2 separate regions of the Ctenopharyngodon idella genome follow, and region 1 is linked to region 2. A link is a contact called in public Hi-C data. All regions are on one chromosome and are shown on one strand. The core of a region is the stretch at or near the end of the contact, and the rest is flanking DNA. Distances in the headings are between cores, read along the strand shown. Region 1 holds the start of ptenb (phosphatase and tensin homolog B). Region 2 holds the start of ankrd22 (ankyrin repeat domain 22).

The links. A called contact is a pair of places that touch in the nucleus more often than the background predicts.
Region 1: a Hi-C map of muscle shows a contact between it and region 2, with 4 times the contacts expected there. The contact joins the promoter of ptenb here to the promoter of ankrd22 in region 2. A contact is called at or near these places in 2 of 2 Hi-C or Micro-C datasets (both in muscle).

The regions. Positions count from the first base shown.
Region 1 is chr12:12,937,319-12,940,238 of HZGC01, reverse strand. ptenb (phosphatase and tensin homolog B) reads left to right here and starts at 1,530. Exons shown (of 10, transcript XM_051914007.1): 1 at 1,530-2,227. The coding sequence starts at 2,149.
Region 2 is chr12:12,794,465-12,797,560 of HZGC01, reverse strand. ankrd22 (ankyrin repeat domain 22) reads right to left here and starts at 1,325. Exons shown (of 6, transcript XM_051914028.1): 1 at 1,114-1,325; 2 at 208-399. The coding sequence starts at 1,134. stambpl1 (STAM binding protein-like 1) reads left to right here and starts at 2,458. Exons shown (of 10, transcript XM_051914010.1): 1 at 2,458-2,905.

The sequences.
Region 1 (2,920 bases), core at 281-2,780, 140 kb before region 2:
CTTTTGGGACAGATTGTATTAGTGGTTGAAGACAAAAAAAACGTAATACCTGCTTTTGACTATCACATTGTTAAATTTGGTGCCTTTTTGGACAACAAAAATATTGAATTTTTGTGTAATATGTTTATCTACACAAATGTAATTTTATCTGCACAAAAATAAATTTGTGTGTGTTTGTGTGTTTAACAATGATAATATGTTAATGCCTGTTTGTTATTTGAAAACATTTAATAAAGTTTAAAAAAAACTGCCTACTTTCAATAACCATCGTCACATGTGACAATCCGATCTCTGCGCACCAACACTACCCTCTACTGGCAAAGAAGAGACAACAAAGAATGCAGGAAGATAGGCTATTACACAATGGCAAATGGCATACGCATAAAAAATATGGATAGGCCTACCATAAGTGAGGAATGAGATAAAGAAAAATCAAACATATCCAACATACAAATAAAACATAAATAAATTAGATACAGCACCAAACATACTATACAAATATAAACTGTAACTGCAACTGTAACATCTTTTTAAAAATAAGAAAAAAGAGGTTTACATTGTAAGATTTATTGCATTCATAGATAAAATACGGAAGCAAATTATTTATTTAAAATAATTTATCTCTTTTTATTTTTTATTAAAAAATGGGAAAAGCTTGCTAACTAAAGAATTTTTTTATGTTACTTAACATTTATTTAATAAGGTTCATTTGAAACCATTTAGAAAAGGTTGTACTGGAAAAGCATATAGGGAAATGTGACATTGTAATAACCACGAACATTCATTCTAGACTTTTCTGACAGATGGCGCTGTACAATAACGATTTGCCATCTGAAACGCAGCTAGAACTCTCCGTTCCGTCCTTGGGGGCAAAATACACATTTGAGCAAATGGAACAGAACACACTTATAACATTGATACATGGTTACATTAAATTTACATCATACGTTGGCGCAATTAAGTTCTATTATTTCAATTATAATTGCCAAATGATGTGCTTGTGCCTTTATGCAGTAACTTACTTTTCTGCTTGCGTAAGCATTTCAGTAATTTCCTGCCTTCTATTGCAGGGTAGTAGAGGCATTGGTGAGGGGGGTAACTAGATGCATTCTGATATTTTCCCCGTATACAGTATTGTTATAAAAATACAGCTACAAGTTGGTCTTTTCAGTCATGGTGTGCCAAACCAATAAATAATTCTTTCAAACGAAACGAGAATGCTGGTGCGTAATAACTACATTACTGAATTGAAATCTGATATAAAATATTGGAAACTTCCCTCATTTCTGTACACACGTGACCCTGGAACAAAAAGTAGTGCGCTGTCTGTATTCTTCCGCTTGCTGTAACCATAAAAAAATAGTTGATGTATTTGTTAATTTAACGTCATAACAGTTCAACATGTGTACCTAATAATTTGTGTATTTATATTCTGAAATACAGAAAAAAATCATTGGCGTAATTATAAAATACTGCATTCATGGGACTATTTGGCACAGCGGATGAATATGTTGTCCGAACGTCACCTTTTTCAATGGGAAGCCATGATGGAAGTTTGAGAGTTTAACAGGGGAGAAGTGAAGGAAAGGAACCGGATTGGAGACCGCTCCTACGCGACATTTAAATATCGAGTTTTTAATTTCTTGGTGGAGGCTGTCACCTTTCATTTCATGTGTTGGAACCTGGGCATCGTGGATTGTTGTATGTTCGATGGCTTTTATTTTTTAAGGATGTGTAGACGAGCTAGCGCGCTAGCCGTTGAAGCTAGCGGCTAGACGGAGCGCGAGCTGAGTGCGAGCGGGGCTCTGACAACCGTGGAAGCGCCCGGAGAGGATCCTCTCTCCGCCTTTGCGCTCAATCACGGCGGCTACGGTGCGACCAGAGACTTGTCGTGCTCTAGAAATTCTGCAATTCGAGACGTGGGAAGTTGCTTATCGTTTTACCCGAGGCTCTTCTGAGCCGAGGAGGGCATTTTGGAAGCCGGGCCTGTGGTGGTTTGGAGCGAGGCCCTTGATGAGAGAGGCACAGCAGACTCCATTCTAGCTAGCAGGGGGACTGCGAAACCAGCAGAGCATAAAGACGACGTATCGTCGGAAAGCAACAATACTCCCTCTCACACTAAAAACCCTACAGACTCCTTTCACAGCAATGGCTGCGATCATAAAGGAATTTGTCAGTCGAAACAAAAGGAGATACCAGGAAGATGGGTTCGACTTGGACTTGACCTGTATCCTCTTTGATCAATCAAATGTCCCTGTTCTGTCTATTGTGTAGAAACCAGTGTCTGCAATGAAGGTAATGGCTTGCATCTTGTTTCAAATCGAGAAATCTCAGACGTTTCATCTGAAGATACAGGGGGAAATGAGCGTTTGCTTATTTTAAATATTTTATTTTTATTTATTTTATTTTTTTTTTGCTGCTTTGCAAAAACTGTTTGCACTGGCACCTAGTCGGCGACTGAAGCTTGACATGATCTAGATCTATTGGTTTTTGTAACTGGATCAAGTCTAAGTCAGTGCAGTTTAGATTAATGTCAGTTGTCAATTTAACCAAGTTATCGAGTAGACAGAAAACCAACAGACTGCACGCACACTTATTTGTACAGTTGTCATTTGTACAGTTTTTCTGGGCTTGTCCGCAAGTTGCATGTGTAAACTACGATAAAAGCAACGCCAGCGAGGTTGTAAGATGTCATTTTCCCCTTCTTACGTAATCTGGTGTATCGATTGACGGCGAAACGCGTTCATTTCAACTCAAGGCTTCTCGCACGAAAACTGCAGTTTGGGGGTTTAAAACAAAAGATGCGTCGCGTAGAGGTCTTGCTGGTTTATATAATGCGATGGATTAGATGAAATACACAAGCGGTGTCACACAAAGAGCCGTTGCATCAGCTGCTCGCAGAAAATAGATCTCGCGCTCA
Region 2 (3,096 bases), core at 76-2,575:
TGAACACACACATAGATATTTTTAAACAAAACAAGCAAGCTGACCACACAAACAATCAATAAAATATACCACAAGGAGAGTCTGAGAAACAACATGCATTAAAGTGAATCAAGTGCACAAGGGACTCATTCATAACAATACAGTGGGAGCATTATGATAGTCAGGGTAGAAACAGAACTCTTTTCAGTCTCCTTGCTAATGCAATACCTTATTCCTAATGGACACATTTGCATTGTAATCTAGAAGGTATTTGACACTCCTGAGGTTTCCCTGTCTACAGGCAGCTATAATCGGTGTGTCTCCCGTTCCTTCATCTTGAACATTTACATTTCTGGCATCGGCTGAGATCAGTTCTTTCAACTTGTGGACGTCATCATCATAAGCTGCCTGACACATGGGCTGTGGAAAGAAAGCAGCACAAAATATGATTACAAATGTACATTAATCAGTTAATCATTTTATATCTAGTACATTTAATGAGTGTAAGATGACTAAGGAATAAATCACATGTGCATGTTAAGTTAGAACCATGACTTGATACTAGATATGGAAGAGCAAAACAGGTCTGGTGACATCATGAAAGATAACTTAACACATAAACACACACCCTTTCCAAACAAAATGACAGATAAAATAACAAATGTTAGGCTTTTACTTACATAAACACTGCACACAAAGGTCTTAGAGCAGTACTGTATTTTCCTTTACATGCTTAAGTAAACTACTGTATTTTAGGTATTTTAAGGTGTAAAGGAGAAGTAGAAGTTTAAGCAACACTGATGAAAATGCCAACTGAAGTGCCAAAGCACGACATTGATTTCAACATAGACAGCTCTTAAAAACAAAACCGTTAAGTAAAAAAAAATAAAATTAAGAAAAGATAATAAGTATGACTCAATTTTTACTCAGCAGAAAAACATTAGGTTGACACGGAATTGAGGTATGAAGAACAAAACTCATTAAGTTGTTAGACATTAAATCGCCTTAATTTAGAATAACACGACCAGTCGCTTAACATAATCACCAGTCAAATGAGCCAAGCCAGTTAATTTCTAAAGACATGAAGATCAAGACAATTTTTAAAGAGGCGGTAAAACTGCCCACGTTACTCACCTCTGAGTACAAGATCCCCATTTGGTTTCCTCTTGTCACTAAAAGGAAACGAAACTTGTAAATCCTTAATCCGAACTCTGAAGTTATAAAACTAACAGCCCTTTGCTAACTTGTTTGCTTTCTACCTGTGAGAACAGTGTAAAACAGCGCTTCAGATAAGGGTGTGGTCATTTAACGATGACGCATACGTAATGACGCAATCAGTGTCATTCAGGTATTGAGGTGTGTAGCCCAAGTAGCGGTGGATTCATCCCGTTCATTGCGATACACTCATTTCCTCTCAAAAACATCCACAATAGACTGACTGACTGACTGACTGACTGGCCAGTTTAATAAAACAGGTATAATAAAACCGCTTCCTACGTAAGTGGTTTAAATAAATGTAAGCAAAAAATAAACAAATACATTTTATATATATAATATATAAAAAAAATATATATATATATAATGGTCTTGTCATTTCACTCAAAAAAAATAAAAAATTAAAATTAAAATGCAGTTTACAAATTCACAGTTTCTCTCCTGTTTTTAGCCTATCGTCAAAGCATCTATATAGTTTTCAAATTCTTTGCGAGAACCACAATTTATCAAAGGAATCAGATTAGTAAATTTTAAGGTCAAATTTTAATATTACTACGAGTCAGAGACGTGCTCTTTGGAGGGCTAAGGACATTGCTGTCATCATAACATAAGAACTTATTGGTTTCTGACAGATCCCTTTTGAATTCACAGATGTTACTGTATATTATAGGCCTACATGAGATCTGTTTCTATATGATACACACAGCTTTAGATAGATACATAGATAGATAGATAGATAGATAGATAGATAGATAGATAGATTTTCAAACAATATTGCTTTCTGCCCATCAACACCAACAGAAATAGGGCGCTCATTTAAACTGATAGAGCAGTGCTTAACCACCGAAACCACTGTTATTACACGTTTTTTTTTTTTTTTTAATCAAAATGGGCTTTGATAGTTTAGAGGTATACTGTTTATTATTTTAACAGAGATTTACTTTGTCTAATGCATTTCAGATCCTGAGCAGAATTTGGTGATTTAAAGGAGTTGTGCCCCATCTGGTGGATAAAAACACAATATCACAATTTATTTTTGTGGCGTAACACAAAATAAATGTAAACCATCCGAGAAGAGCATGTCCCATCATTGATCACACTCTCTTTAGAATGTAAATAAATGATCATGGACTTCAATGGGTCAATGCTTGAAAATAATAATAATAATAATAATAATAATAATATTAATAATGTCTAATGCATCTGTCTTACTCTGTTTACATAAGCTTGTAAATGTCGTGATATGCGTAGATTACCTTTACATTCGTCCAGTCATTCCCACCCCCTAGCTGTCACATTGGTTGCTGCTCAAAGTGAACTATACATCCTTTGAGCATCATAGAAGAATCTCGAGAATCCGGATGTTGTCTAGATAGGCGGCTCGTGAGGTTTTGAAACACAGCCAGTGAAGCACAGCTGCTACAGCGGCATTCATCTGACTCGCAGAGCTCCGCGCGAACCATCTGACACCGCAGGGTTATTCGCTTTGAAAGACAGCAATCAGCCATTTTAGCCCTGCGCGTATATCCATGCCAAAAGAACAAAGCTTCCATGAGGCACAAAGGCAAAAGACCTAGAGTTTTAGACAATAATAAAAACCTGCTCTTTTATTTACGCGAGTTGCCTGTTTTCGCGCTGAATTCTAGCATGTGCCACATGTGACGATTATAGGAATGTGGAGCATGGGATCACAACAGCCATTCACCTACAGGTGAGGATTTTATTGTATTTATACGTTAATTTTTGGTGCTACTAAATTAGACCTATGATTGTTACTGTTTTTTTGTTTAAATAAAATTGTTGCAATCTTGTCAGGTGGGAAATATATCACTGACAAATCAATGTCATTGGTATATTTGATATTATGATTAGAATGATTATTATATAACTTTTTAGTGATGG